Linked DNA regions of Mus musculus: region 2 is linked to region 1. A link is a contact called in public Hi-C data. All regions are on one chromosome and are shown on one strand. The core of a region is the stretch at or near the end of the contact, and the rest is flanking DNA. Distances in the headings are between cores, read along the strand shown.

Region 1 (2,589 bases), core at 50-2,549:
GCGTATGTAACTTAATCAGCTGCAGGGCTTGGGAAACACAAGGTGACCGTGGTGATTTGAGAAGGCCACCATTGGTCCAGATCTGCCCAGGGAGAGTGTGGTTGAGGACTGTTCTGGGCAGAGTTCCTCTTAGGCACAGGTGCCTGCCAGATGTCTCAGTCCTTATCTGGCTCCTGCCTGCTGTGATCCAGGTCGCAAGTCCCCTGTCCTCAAGAAACCTGGAGGAGGAAATGAAAGGTCTGTCGCAGGTGATGCAGCAGGTGAGGGCACTCATTCTAGTTGATCTTGGCCTCCCTTGGCTGGGCCTCTGAGCCTGTACAGAACTGGATTTACCAGACCCATAACGTGGTGGCCAGGGCCCAGACTTCTGGTGTGCCCCAGGAATACCCAGTGGCTTTCTAATGTCTTCCTTTTTAGGTCTTATTCCAGATGAGAACTATTCCATTTTCTACATCAAGTAGCTGTACCTAACCCTGCAACATTTTTTAAAATTACTTTTTGTTGTTTGGGAACAAGGTTGTCTAGGGATTACAGGCTTGTGAAATTGCAGCCTATTCCTAGCCAAGTCGGCAGGCGGTTTCATTTTGCTGCGCCTGGCCTCTAGCACCCTGAGAAGTGCTCCACCCCAGTCACACCCACCTGCAGAGCAGCTTTCCTTCACAGCACCGGTACCCAATGCACAAAAGTGCCTTCCAGTCACACGGTAGGTCCAGAAATGAGACTCCCAAAGGGAAGGGTCCTGCCCAAAGGCACATTACCAGCAAAGGACAGGAGAAGCTGGGCATTGGTGGCGCCTGTCTTTAATTCCAGGGCTCGGAAGACAGAGGCAGAAGGATCTCTAGGAGTTCGAAGCCATCCTTGTCTACAGTCCGAGCTTCATACTGAGATTTTGCTATAAAAGAAAGAAAGAAAAAGAAAAAAGGCAGGGAGATGAAGGTGGTCACATCGGACTTTGGAATCCGGGAGCCTATAGGTACCACTACCGGCCTTCGATGCCCCGCGGACACCCGAAGGTTAACGTCACACCCGGCGCGGGCCAGCTCGCACAGGGGGGCGGGGCCAGCAGCGGCGCACGGTACCCGTAGGAGGGAAGTGAGAGGAAACGGGGGCGGGGCGTCACGAGGCCACACCCACAACACGCCGGGCAGTGACGTCGCCCGCCTAGCGGTGCGGCTGAGGGTTGATTGCTTGCGGCGGCTTCCGCGGGCGGGTGCGCGAGCGGACGGCTGACGGCTCGGGGCGGTGGTAGCGGCGCGGCGACCAATGAGGGCGTCCGGAGGGGGCGGGGCGTCGGCTGCGGTTTTGTTCCGCGGTGACTGAGGCTCACCGTCCCCATGCGCGGAGCGCGGCCTGCGCGGCCGGCGCCCTGCCCCAGCTACGGAGCTCGGTGCTCACTCGCCTCGCGGAGAGTGCTCTGCGCCGTCGTTCGCCTGCTCATCGCTAAGAGCTCCAGCCACCGCAACGCCGTGTCCTTGCGCTGCGATCCCGGAGTCTCCGTACGTCGGCCGGCGCCGCGCAGCCGCACGTCGAGAGCCGGGTGCATCGGCACAGCGCGCGGAACACCCTCTAGGGCCAGCCGGCGTCTCAGCACCTTAAGGTCCCCGCGCGCCCCGGGCCCAGCACTGTCCTCGTGTCCCGTGTCCCCGACATCCTAAGGTCCTCGGGGACCCAGCATCTGAAAGAACCCTGGGCCCCAGCTCCCTAGAGTCCCCTGGGCCCCAGCTCCCCGAACTCGTGGCGAGTCCGGGGACCCCTCCAATTAGGCCAGGCCCCAAGCATTCTGTTGTGCGCGCTCCTGCACGCCAGGCGGTAAGGCCTGCCCGCTGCGCCTGGGGCGCGCTGCCACTTGTTGAATCACTTTTCATGTCGACTTTGAGACCTGTTGTCGCCATGCTGAGTCCGTGGGCCCGTGAACCCGCTGTTGTTGAGACTCAGTGATTGTTATTTTGTATTCAGGAAGCAGGAAGTTTGACGAGATATGATGGTCCCTTAAGGGAATCCCAAGAGCAGATCCTCCCCAACGACCTGTGGAAGGTGACTTGGAAGTCTATTCCGAAGCCACTTTCCTGCGTAGACTGAGGGTGTGTAAGTCCCTTTAAGACTTCCTGTGTGGAGGATGGGATGTGCGATGTTCACAATGTATTTTACCGCTCCGAATGCTATTGCCTTTGTACATTAGTCTTAATTACAGATCTGTGATCTATCACTCCAAATTAAAATCACTTTAATTTTTTGCACTTCAAGGTATTTAATCATTAGATATATCTTTAAGTATGAATCTAAGCTTATTCTAACCCTCCAGCCCCACTACTTAAGTTTATAATGATGTTTCAGCTCTGAGAATTTTGAAGATGGACTAGTTTGACTTGAAAGGTGTACTTTAGTTTTTACATTAAGAAATTTGACTTGTGCTCACTGATGCTGCTGCTTCAAATACATATTTGGTCATCTTAGGAAAGTGGGTCTTGGAAGGGAAGTTCAGCATCTCAGAACAAGGTAGGACCGAGGATAGTTTTTCCAAATTCTGAATATTACGCCAAGGTGGAAATTGAAATTGATTAGGAAGAGTAGATGGACTTTGCTGTTTTG
Region 2 (2,589 bases), core at 25-2,524, 52 kb before region 1:
CACTAGGCAGCTGTAGTTCACTCCTAAAGAAACGGCTCACCAGCAGGCCTGAGGTGAGGCCATTGAAGCGGCAAACCACAACAGGAACCTCATAAGCAGTTCGTGGGTGAGTTTCTCTCAATGGCAGCATTATCACAATTTGAGCTCAATAGCGCTATGTAAGGTAAATCAATCCATGCATGTCATTAGCCAAGAGTTCCTGCACAGGGGGATCCAGTATTCATCAAAGGGCAGGTACCCAACATGCAGGATAAGACGGAATGGAAGCTGAATGGTCAGGGGCAGGTCTTCACTCTCCCACTCACAGACCAGGTCTCTGTCATCAAAGGGAAGATTCATGGAGCCACGGAGATGCCTGCAGAAACAGACCTACGGTGCGAAGGTATTGTCAGCAAGGATTCCAACTCCTTGGCTTGCTACAGCATGGCCAGTGGTGCTGTCAGCCACTTGGCCCTCAAGCAAGGCAGAGCAAACCAAACCAAGGCTCAGCGCTCGTCTCCCACTGTCTGTGGGGGTCCCCTTTGTACTCCTTCATCAAGGGTCCATTCACGTGTCTGCTATATCCAGACATCCTTTCCCCTGTGTCTGCTTCAGGAGAACAGTCTTTCACGTGCCTGCTTTATCAAGACATCCTTTCACCTGTGTGTCCCAGCAAATCATCATTTGGTGTAAACTAACTTTCGAAAGATCTAGAAGTTTCCACTTCAGGTTCCTGACTAGGAAGTGGTCTTAGAGTGCAGGGCCTAAAGCTATCACCTCTGCCAGAGAGAAGTTTCTGGGCTCAGGCTCCAAGGACTATGTATTCTCTAGGTGATTGCATGGCTCGGTGACAAGGGTCTTGAGACCTCTCACTGTGCTCTGGAGGGAAGGGCAGGGGCCTCCTTCCTCATGGCCAGGGATGCTGGTGGCCAGAAGTGGGCCCAGGCTCACAGTGATTGTCCTTATGCTGGCTTATCTCTCCACATACTGCTGTTGCTCTAAAAAGGCTGCACATTTCCTTTGTGGTTAAGGTTAGGGGTTTGGGTTCTGAGGTTCAGGTTGGGGTCTTTAGGAAGATGGGTATAGACTATGGCTATACAGGAGGAACTGCTAGGAACGATAGGGAACGCCCCGGCCTAGGCAACAGCCCGGTCACCACGTGGCCCATTTCGTTGACTTCCTCACTTTCCTTGAGATGAACCCCTCCACTCTCTAGTGGCCTTTATCAGCCCAGCCCACACCTCCCCTGGGCCTGATGCTTCCCACTACAGGAAGCCTTTTCTGCTCTGGCCTCACCCAGTTATCCTCCAGCTCGACGGAGGGGACAACGCAGTGGGGCTGGTGGGACACCTGGAGCCAGACAAGCCTAGACTCAGGGCAAGGGTACATTCCTGTTTCCTGGGCGTGTGGGGAGGGGGGTTCCCAGAAACACCAAGGAGGCCTGGCTGCCAGCCCGAGGGGAGAGCCCCTGGCGCTTCCTGCTTGGCTAGCAGGCGCGGAGGCAAAACAAGTCAACAACAGCCATGACTGCTGGCTTGTGCTTGTACAGAGCCCCCTTCTGTCCTTGGCCTGGAGTGGTTTTGCTGGGGCCTAGGCTCCCCTTCTTATTATGATGCGTGATCCAAGAGGCTCCTGCATCCTATGCCTTGGATGGGACATTCTGCCTTCACATCTTTTGGTATCTTGAGCCAGTTGCTAGTATTCATTTTACTGAACCTATCTAGTTAGACTACAGGACCCTCCCTAATGTCCCTGGCTCCCTCTCAGAGCTGACTGGTAATGTCACCACACATGTGAGGCCCTTACTTCAGAGAGAAACTAACAGATTCAGACCCTCTGGAGCGTTCCAGGAAGTGGTGGGGGTGGGCAGCTAGGGCAGGGTGGGGAGCCAAAGAGATGGCTTTGTGACCTGGGGCAAGTCACGTTGCCTGTGGGGTGGGGAAGCCTCTCCCATCCTGCCCCAGGGTCAAGGTGAGCTCATGTTCCTGGCAGGGGAGCAGCACCTGGCACATCAGGCCTCCTGAGGGAGCAAGTGGGCACGTTGGGGCAGCACAGATCTGGCCCAGCCCTCCTGCCTTGGGCAGACCTGGGGCCAGGCAGGGCCTCCCAGAGACATAGTGGATCCCTTGGAGACTCAGAGGTTGGACAAATGAGACCTTAACCAGCATTTTGAAGCCTCTTTTTGAAGAAAGACCCTAACCCTGCAGGCCTCCTTTTGTCTGCTCTGGAAAGCCCCCTATGTGATAAAAGGGCACTGTCCCCAGCCCTACATATACTAGTTTGGGTCATAGTGTCCCCACTACAGGGTGGGTAAGAAACAGGCCTGGGGCTGGAGAGATGGCTCAGTGGGTAAGAGCACCCGACTGCTCTTCCGAAGGTCCGGAGTTCAAATCCTAGCAACCACATGGTGGCTCACAACATATAAATAAATAAATAAATAAATAAATAAATAAATAAATAAATCTATCTTTAAAAAAAAAAAAGAATCAGGCCTGGTTTCCGCCATTGGTGTTTCATCTCTAGCACAGAGAGGGAAAGGTCCCTTAACAAAACGTACAGTGTAGGAAGACTCCAGGCCCAGCTCACGTAGGCCAGGGCAGCTAGTAAGAC

What was found. Hi-C and Micro-C count contacts between places; a contact is called where the count stands out from the background.
Region 2: a contact with region 1 is called in a Hi-C map of the G1E-ER4 cell line, with 2.3 times the contacts expected there. The contact joins the enhancer-like site here to the promoter of Fam53a in region 1. A contact is called at or near these places in 8 of 484 Hi-C or Micro-C datasets (CD4 T cells, the G1E-ER4 cell line, the N1E-115 cell line and 4 more), 5 of 115 datasets of contacts at active chromatin or transcription factors (the SCID.adh cell line, embryonic stem cells, pancreatic cancer cells and 1 more) and 2 of 9 other capture datasets (adipose tissue and pancreatic islet).

What each region holds. Positions count from the first base shown.
Region 1 is chr5:33,628,345-33,630,933 of GRCm38.p6, reverse strand. It overlaps Fam53a (family with sequence similarity 53, member A), which reads left to right and starts at 1,299. Exons shown (of 6, transcript NM_178390.3): 1 at 1,299-1,597; 2 at 1,957-2,081. It also overlaps Gm9903.
Region 2 is chr5:33,680,601-33,683,189 of GRCm38.p6, reverse strand. No RefSeq gene overlaps it. Among named protein-coding and RNA genes, the nearest start is that of Tacc3, 24 kb to the right of the region's middle. Within about 2 kb of position 1,274, at least 36 of the 459 cell types and tissues checked have an H3K27ac peak or open chromatin away from gene starts, as enhancers often do. A contact at or near this core is called in the G1E-ER4 cell line, embryonic stem cells and thymic regulatory T cells, where this site is marked.